Regions from separate parts of the Triticum aestivum genome. Here region 1 is linked to region 2. A link is a contact called in public Hi-C data. All regions are on one chromosome and are shown on one strand. The core of a region is the stretch at or near the end of the contact, and the rest is flanking DNA. Distances in the headings are between cores, read along the strand shown. Region 1 holds the start of LOC123053218. Region 2 holds the start of LOC123053217 (AF4/FMR2 family member lilli).

Region 1 (4,935 bases), core at 1,544-4,043, 230 kb before region 2:
CAAAGATAACAACCCTTCCTTTTTCCAGATGGCGGATAGCTCGCCGCCTTATGTATGGTTCTGCAACCTCTTGCATCATCAGTGCAGTCTGGACTCGTGTCTCCACACCTATTTTTTCTAGTGACGCTTGGAGCAATACTGCATTCATCACTGCTGCCATCATTCTGAAAAAAAAATTCAAAGAGCACCATAAATACATACACATGTGGCCAACCACGGAAGGAAAGCTAGGATCCACAGGAAAAGTGTAATGCAAGCCTGATGGTCAGCATGAATTCATGTTTTCTAGCTAAAGATGTAGAAAATAAGAACAAACCATATGAAAATTGAGCTCCATTGGTCGCTGTTTAGTAGGAAATCACAGATGTGAATGATTGATTGTCTATTGAAACACTCAAACAAAAGCTACCAAGTCTGATGCACTGAAATAATGATGGGGATTGAAATGAAGAAGATCAAACAATAGTCTGTACCGTAGTTGTCAGTCTACAGCTAAGGATTATACGTAGTAAAGATCAAAAGAGCAAACCACAATTCTCATATATATTATTTGGGATCAGCGGCACATGAAATTGCCCAACTTAAAAAAATAATGGGATAAAAGGTCTAACCTAGCCTGGCAGCTTGCTCAGGATCACCTACCAGAGAGGACTGTTTGGTACCGCCCCCTCCCCCCGAAAAGTTTACAGATTTCGACGCGGATTAAAGGTGGAGTTTAGATTGTTCTGATATCTTGTTTGATCCATTGGGGGAATACGGGTTAGAGTTAGTTGATCGTGACTGTACGAGAATACCCTTTTTAATTAATTTCAAGATTCATGCATACTTTTAGGGGGGATTGCTGAAGCAAAACTCTATACAACGTAATAATAAATATACTTTAAACTAAAACAACTACTTCCAGTTCTTAAGCTTGGTGAGTCACTGAGGCTCTGGCTATGTCAGTAAACATTTGTAGCTTCAGTGTAATGTATAATTCATACTGGCACTTGCAATATATATGCCTGGTTGCAAATCCATGATACATTAAAACGAGCATGTGAAGAATAGTTCCAAAGTAGTTTTATTGACACACAGATTGGACCAGCCTCAACCAATCTGTGCACTGGAACAAAACCCAAGGAAAAGCTATCATCCGGCTTAATTCTAACATAATTACCCTAATATAGCTGGCTCCATATACTACTCTGTTTCTCATCTTGGTATGCAAGCAGCCTAACTCTTTTAGATTTGAGAAAGCTAACAATGACATGATTCCGAGATAATTACCCAATTGGATGCGTTGAAGCTCTATCAGTGCCAGTGGCAGCAACCCAAGAGTCAGCGCAGAATACATTCCGGCCTCCCATGAGAATAGCCACCTGATTGGACAAAATGCAATATTAGCTTGGCCTGTATCGCTTGATATTTACAAAATGTATGTCTAGAATAGTAGAATGAATGTATTCTATTTACCTCAACACCATGGCGGCATGCCACTTGAACTTCTCTGGCAATCAGCATGATCACCTGGCAAGGTCACAAGGCTCTGTGTGAAAAATTCAGGAGAGCAATGAACAAGATCTGCGCATATCTAACAAATACTTCCTCCGTTCCCTGATATAAGACCTTTTAGCTATTTCAACATATCGACTACATACATACTAAAATGAGTGAACACACATACTAAAATGTGTCTAGATACATATGAGTCAAGAAAAACCTAAAAGGTCTTGTATTAGGAAACGGAGGGAGTACTACCTTAGGGTCAACATTATGAGGAGCTTCTCCAGCCAATGCAGTCCCCCCAATCTTCAGAAGTACCCTTTTCCATTTCGGATTCGAGAGAGGAGTCGATCTGGAATAAGGAACCATGGTGGTAGTGTGGCCAGTGCCGGAAGAAGGGTACCTGCAAGCAAAGATAAGCATCAGCTCATCTCTAGACTCTCGACCATTAGATCCCCAAACAAATGAGAGCAAAGATGTAAAAATGAGCCACCTCTTGTTGCTGTGCTGCTGCTGTTGCCGCGGCTTGTCGTCGTTGGTGGCCGCCGGCGGCTTGGGGGTGCCGGGCGATGGGGAGTTGCCCATAATCTGCTCCATTTGCTTGTACCAGGGCCAGAGGCTGGCCGAGGCGGAGCCGGCGATGCGTTGGCACTCTACCTTGTACCGCTTCTTGAGGTTGTCGATCTTATTCTTACACTGCTCCACGCTCTTGCCCCCGCTGCTCTTGCCTTGCCCGTCGGTAACGGCAGCGGCGACGTCCTCCCAGTCCCGCCCCCGGAGATTCCCTCGGTTGAGCTGCTCGAACCGGTCCATGTATGCGTCGAGGAGGCTGCTGATGGCGCCGTCCGTCCACTCCTCCCGATCCTTCCGGTAGTCCGACGAGACGGCGCCGCCACGGCCCTTCCTCCCCCCGCCGCTGATGTAGGAGCAGTACTCGCCCCCATCGCTGAACTCCTCCGCGCGGTCCCTCCGCCGCTTGGTGTGGTGCGACGCCTTCCCGCGGTCGGAGCTGTGGTTGCCCTCCTCCCGGGCCGGCGCGAAGGGGCCGGGGCCGGCGCCGGAGCCCGCGGCCGGGGCTTCGACGAAGCAGAAGCCCTGGGCCTGCTGCGGCGGGGCCGGCTGGGCGGAAGGCTGGGGAGCGGGGTGGGCGTCGTCACCGAGGAGGCCGAAGTCGTCGTCGCAGGAGGCCATGGGGTGGCGGCGTTAGGGCTGCGCCGCGGGCTCCGCTCCCGGCCACGGCGGCGGCGTTAGGGTGACGACGTTACCCCCGCTCGCTGGCCGCTGGGGGTGGGTGCCGGTGGTACGCAGGTTATGGTGATGGGGAACGGGCGCGACCCACGGAACCGTTACGGCTCGCTCACGGCTCCGTGACCTTGCCGCGTTACACGTTGCCGCGGAGTGGGCCCCTTCTTCCCGGAAAAAAGCGAAGCGGACCCACACAGGTCGGTCCAATGCGATCACTGTGAGTGGCAGGCAGACTGAAGTACCGTTTCATCAGGCCCGTTTGAAGTTTGAAATTTGAGCTGGTCCGAAAGACCCAAAAATCTACTCCTATTGCAAAAAGGAAAACACCTACTCCCTCCGTCCTTCAAAGAGTGTGTTTTCAACTTTATTGCAGAGTCAAACTATCTTAAAGTTTGACCGAGTTTGTGCAAAAATATATCAATGTTTGTGAAACCAAATAGGTATATGCTGAAAATATATTTTATTATGAATTTAATGCTACTAATTTGATGGCATAAACGTTGGTGTATTATTGTATAAATATGGTCAGATATAAAAAAGTTTAATTTTTCAACAAAGTTGAAAGTACACTTTTTCAAGCACAAAGGGAGTACATATGCAGTCAGTTCTTATTTTGTACTACCTCCGTCAGGTATTTGTGGGGCCCTTCTTATTTTATGCTAAAAATTTACTATTAATTTCTAATAAAATGTAAACTATAAGTCACAAAAATTATACTATCGAAAACCTATTCCAAATACAAATCCAATAATATACTTACTGTATCATATAATTTATATTTTGATAGTTTACATACGGTCAACATTTGGCAAAAAATACGAGGGGGCCAATAAGCCGAGAAGAAGATAATATTTCTTTGCTTTGCTTTCTTTTATTTGTTTTGGTGCACAACTCCACTCAGGGCATCTTCAATCGGCGTACCCCAAATCGGGCACACTAATGATGTGTTTGGTTATCTTCATTAGGCTCAACTAAGCTTGGTGGATGCAAATTTGGCCCGTTTGGTTTCCCGTTTTCACTGTTTGGCCCGCATTGCATGCTTATTAAAACACCTCTGAGCTAGGCCCAGCCGGAACGGCCGAATCGACTGTTTTCTCCCATCCAGGCTCGCAGTGTGCAGAGGAGAGGAACGACGCGTCGAGCTGATGCGAGGAGGGGATGGTGTGAGCTCACGCGCGTGCGCGAAAAAGCGGCTGGAAGAATTAGGCCAGCTCCCGCCGAATTAGACGCCCTATTTGGCTCCCATCGGATCACATCTGATTTCCCCGCCACCATTTCCCTCTGCGCGCTCTCCGTCCCGGGCGATTTCGTCGACGACCAACAGGTAAGCGGTGCATCTTCTTCGATCGGCACTAGACGACAGCACTTCTCATTCTTCTCTTCTTCGACGACTTTCTCGTCAACTCCCTGCTCCCTGATGGATGTAAGTTCTATCAGCCCTTCCCTATTCATTGTAACTTTGATTTGTGAGCATGTGCTAAGGATAGATTTATGAGAACTAGTAGCATTGCAGAGTGTCGATCTGTGACTATGTGATGTTGTGGTAGATAGTGATGATGAATCGCTAGAACAGTAGGGTTTGGTAGTCCGATTCTATGACGTTCATGTTGTTTTCCAGTTCAGGTTCGATGATACTATATAGTAGATCTGGTCATGACATGTAAATCTGAGCATGTGCACTCCCGTAGGATGCTAGGGTGCTAGTTTAATGCTTTGAACTCATTGGTAGCATGCTACCTGTGAACTGTGTTGGGATTTCCCCGAAGAGGAGAGGATGATGCAGTACAATAGAGATAAGTATTTCCCTCAGTTAAAAACCAATGTTATAAATCCAGTAGGAAAACCACGCAACACCTGCACACAAATAACAAATCCTTACAACCCAACGAGAACAAGGGGTTGTCAATCCCTCGGCAGCTATGCGCAAGATTAAATTGTGTAGTAATTGATAGATAAATCAAACAAAAATACAAAATAAAATAAATAAAGTAAAATTGCAGCAAAGTATTTTTAAGATTTAATATATGATAAAAGTAGACCCGAGGGCCATAGTTTTCACTAGAGGCTTGTCTCTTGAAAATAGCATACGGTGGGTAAACAAATTACTGTTGGACAATTGATAGGAAAGCAAATAATCATGGCGATATCCAAGGCAATGATCATTTATATAGGCATCACGTCCGAGACAAGTAGACCGACTCTTAC
Region 2 (4,783 bases), core at 1,444-3,943:
AAACAAATATAAGACGTTTTAGATCACTAAAGGAGTATTTCAGTATGCACTTGGTAGAATTAGTATTGATGCGAATCGGGGGTACATGTAAGGGCAAACTCACACTAGTTCATAGCGCATTTACATCAACAGATACCAGGAATCCACATAAACAGCAAAAAAATATGCAACTGAGAAATGTCAATGATACGGTTCAGATGCAAATCCTTCTTCAATCAATGATAGATAAGACAAGATTGCCCATTGGAAAATCAAATTTATAGCGGTGCTATGCATACTAAATTGGAAGCAGGTTTAGTAATAATTTAAGTGTACAATCAAGTGGGAAACCTCACTTGGGTCGAACTAATCATCGAAAAACCTTTCAGTTGATGTGTCAAATAACATTAAATTTTTTTATCACAACTGCAGATATACTCCCTCTGTAAACTAATATAAGAGCGTTTAGATCACTATTTTAGTATTCTAAACGCTCTTATATTAGTTTACGGAGGGAGTACTTTCCAACTTAAGCTACACACTTGTAATGACGTTTTAAATCCAATCAAATGTTAATAGTGAAACGTAACAACTTGAAAATTGTTCCTGTTTGGTGAATGGCACTCCATAGACGAAATATGTAACCATCGTACCCAGCTGATATGGGATGACCGGGCGTGTCCAATCAATGTGCCACATAGGATTGGCCCACCGCAGACAATATTTTCTCTTTCTTTTTCTCCCTCCATCGCACCAAAAGATGCATATGGCTGGACATATAGGGAGAAAAGTCGTGCACAGACAAACAAAGGTTTAAAATGGACATGTCCAAACATTGATCAAATTTGTTCGCGGACATTTGAGGGGCTAAATTTGCGGAGTCCAGCTATACATGCCCTTGTATAACGCAACAATTGCCGGTGCTCAATCGTAAGCAGGCGGGTTATTCATCACTATTTTTCTCTTGTACTCTAAAGGGAAAGATTATGATTGCTGGTTATCCATATGTCAGAGCAGACCACTGGATTGAATTGAATTGAATTGAATTCAAATTGCTACCTGCCATCCTGCACTCCTGCTGCTTACTTTTACGCTGTTGTCACCTGGAGCGGAGCCATGCATGCAAGATCCCTGCCAAGATCCACAAAAATGTTTGCAGGAGCTGACCGCACCGGGAAGAGTGGACGCACGGCGGGCTCCCGCGTGCGTGCAAGTGCAAGTGCAAGCCCAGCAGGCATGATGAGTGCACGTACGCCGGTGCGGTGCCGCCGCGGCAGCAGGTAGTGGAGGTACTCCCCCGGCGGTAACGACAAGTCCATCAAACGGGTGCCTCCCCCGATGTGCATGGAGCCATGGGCCGCTTCAATCAGATCCGCGCGTAGCACCCATCCTCACCAAGTATAAAATGCAGGCGATGTGTACAAGGTACAGGTGCATTTGATGCGAACAGGCGGAGCATGGATGGACGCCGTGCGGAGCCATGTGCGCGCGTCGTGCCATGGCATGGATTTGCGGTTGCGGCGTGCCGACCGCAAATTACTCGCGGCCTCCAACAGCCCATCGTCCATGCCCATCCATGCAAGACTGAATGAACATGTTAACGAGTGCTCTAGTAGGTACCAAAGTGATGGGATTGGTCGATCGATCGATCTGCCACCCTGGTGCTACCGAGAGATAAAACCCTCCCCCGAGCTGGAGATTCTTTAGGCGCGTATGTTTGACCAAGGATGATAGACTAGACGTTTCCATTCCAGATCATCTGCTTGATCAGAGGAAGCCGCCCCTCTGTCACAATGTATTGCCGTCAGTTACGGAGATGAGTTAGTATACTCTTGAACTTGAGATTTCTAAATGAAGCCAGTGAGAGTGACCCTAGGATGCTCATGCTGGCACATGGTTCATCGATCCACTCCTCACTCACAGCAACTTGGCCGGTTGTTGCGCGTTACATACCATCACCAGACACCAGCTGTGATGTGGAGAGAGTTAAGAACAAAACTACTACACGCCTCATGTGCCGTCCGTCGTGCTCTGATCACTGTTTGCAAACAGCAGGCATGGGACGCTGCTGAGTTTGTGCTAGATCTACCATGGCGGAGTAGCTGGCTGTACATTCTCTTCGGAACAGGGGAAACACCGTCTGTCGCACTAGAAAACGGAATCATGGACAAAAACCATGACCATCATATGTGTACCAATCACTGCCGGTTAAAACAGGCAAGGGCATCGACCGACGACGACGGTGGCGGCTAGCTGCAACGCAGAAACATACGTACGCACGACACCAATGAATGAACAATGTCAATGGAACAGGGGCGCGGCTCCTGATTCGGCATCGCGTGCCGTGTAATATGCTTTGGCGGGAAGCGCAACGCAAACCTTTTCCCACTGTGCACCACGATTATCCACTAGTGGTAATTTTCATCAAGCAGGATAAATGTACTAGTACATCGCACGTGCAATCACGCATGGTCTTGTCTCGTCCCAGTGGCACGGCACCAGTAATTTCGAGTTGTTTTTACTTGACACTCTGCTTAAGATCCGTTGTTACTATACTCCAGAGAGACAGAGCGCGCATCAAGTGGAGTGGAGCCACGCGCGCGGTCGCAGAGGGTTGCCCACCCCCACGTGCCCGCCCTGACCCAGCCTTGTTTTTTTTCTCTTCTTCTAGTACGTGCGATGCGATGACCGAGCCTTGTCACGGCTAGGGCCGCACGAACCGGACAAAAAGACGCAGGCGGGAGTGGCGCTAAAATAAGGCGCACCCCCACGCCGCCCCCTGCCACTCCGCTCCTCCCATCGATGCTCTCCTCTGCCACCGCATCCGCATCCGCTTGCGCGCTCGTGCCCCTCTCCATCCCCCAAGCTCCCCCCTCCCATCCGCGCGCCTCCACCTTCGGACCGGCCGCCGCGGCAGATCGCCATCAAGAGAGCAACTGAGCCGCTCTGCTCGCGTCCCAGATCCGGCACAGCATTACCAAGAGCGCGAGGAGAGCGAGCATGGAGGAGAAAGCGCCGGAGACGGTGGCGGCCCCGGCGGCGGTACTTGCGGTGGATCAAGAAGTGGCGTACTGCAGCGAGCACCCCTACCCGCCGGGCGCCGCGGCGGCCGCGGGGGTGGCTGCCGGCAGTGGCATCTGCGCCTTCTGCCTGCAGGAGAAGCTTGGCATGCTGGTCTCCTCCTCCAAGTCCAGCCCCTTTCACCCGCCGCCTTCCTCCCTCACCCCGACCACCCCTCCGCCCAACAGGCTCGCCACTGAGAATCTTTATTCTTCCACCGCCTCTGCCATGGCGATCCCTCCGCACAAGGGCAAGACCTCGTCCTCGGCGCCCGCCCCGGTGGCCAGCGGGCTCAGGAGGAGCAAGTCCGTGGCGCCGCGGCCGGAGGAGCCGCCGCTGTCGTCGGGGATCACCGCTGACAGCCCCCGCAAGAAGAGCTTCTGGTCTTTCCTCTACCCCTCCTCCTCGTCCAGCGGCCACCGGAGCGGGTCGTCGTCTCTGGCCAGTGGGGAAGGCGCCGCGTCGGCGAGGAGGAAGTCGGTGTCGGTGGCTTCGGCGACGTCAGCGTCGCTGGGGCGGAGGCTGGAGGCGATCGAGGAGCCCGAGAGCCCCGGCCGCCGCAGCGAGGGATCGTCGTCCTCGTCGTTCGGGAGAAAGGTGGCGCGCTCGCGCTCCGTGGGCTGCGGCAGCCGCAGCTTCTCGGGGGACTTCTTGGAGCGCCTCTCCACCGGCTTCGGCGACTGCGCGCTCCGGCGCGTTGAGTCCCACCGCGAGCCCAAGCCCAAGGGAAGCGCGCTCGGCCACCTTGGCCGCGCCCGCGACGCCGGCGACGGCGACGAGGACTACGAGTACACGCAGCAGCACAGGATCAAGTGCGCCGGGTTCTTCGGCGGCATCGGCGCCGCGCCCCCGGCCTCGTCCTCCTACTGGCTCTCCGCGCCCAACGCCGGGAGCGGCGCCGGCGCCAGCGGCAACGCGAGGGTTTCTGGCACACGGAGCCACCGGGGCTGGGCGTGGGCGCTGGCGAGCCCCATGAGGGCGCTGAGGCCGACGAGCTCCACGTCCAGCAAGACCATCATGTCGGCATCCGCGACGGTGGCGACGAGTTAGCCTCGTCGTTGGATTGCAGCTGCGCGCTCCGCGATCAATGGCCGGTTATCAAATCATCGCTCTTCTTCTCGAACTATACTACGTACTACTGCTGCTTCTACTAGTATGAAAATTACTCCTGTTCTTGGTTCTGGTATATGCCCATTCGAGTCCTGAGAAGCTGCTCCTAAGGTGAAGGATGGAATGGGCCGCAGATTAAGCTCTAGCTTGCCTTTCATTTTGTAATTCTGTTCCAATTCGAGATTTTCTCCTGTGGTGCCCGTGGTGGAAATAGAGATGTTTTATGTTGAGTTCATTCGTGTGTTGGAGACGGGACATGAGCATTGAATTGAAAAGGAGAAATTTGGCAATTTGTCCATCAGTTCTGTACTTGTTCTTGTGTGCCTTGATTCATTTTTCATGATCCTACTACCACACTATACTACGGGTGGCCTGTTAAAGCATCTACAACCGGACCCGTCAAAAGTGAGTTGCCCCTCAAATCTCAAATGTCCACGTCTACAACCGTCTTCCTCGTAGCAAATCCTTAAATTCATACTCTCATGCAATGTAAAACAAACACACGCAGCGATATAAATAAACATGCAATGTAAAATAAACACACGCAACGCAACGTAAAAATAAACACACGTAGTTCATTTAGATCACATATAGCGGAGGGGATTCATCTACATTCCATCAAACTATCAAGAAT

The links. A called contact is a pair of places that touch in the nucleus more often than the background predicts.
Region 1: a Hi-C map of leaf shows a contact between it and region 2, with 4 times the contacts expected there. The contact joins the promoter of LOC123053218 here to the promoter of LOC123053217 in region 2. A contact is called at or near these places in 2 of 5 Hi-C or Micro-C datasets (both in leaf).

Annotation. Positions count from the first base shown.
Region 1 is chr2D:374,319,745-374,324,679 of IWGSC CS RefSeq v2.1, reverse strand. LOC123053218 reads right to left here and starts at 2,793. Exons shown (of 7, transcript XM_044476657.1): 1 at 1,979-2,793; 2 at 1,741-1,888; 3 at 1,456-1,509; 4 at 1,270-1,361; 5 at 1-164. The coding sequence starts at 2,676.
Region 2 is chr2D:374,091,679-374,096,461 of IWGSC CS RefSeq v2.1, reverse strand. It overlaps LOC123053217 (AF4/FMR2 family member lilli), which reads left to right and starts at 2,693. Exons shown (of 1, transcript XM_044476656.1): 1 at 2,693-4,458. The coding sequence starts at 2,980. The coding sequence ends at 4,089.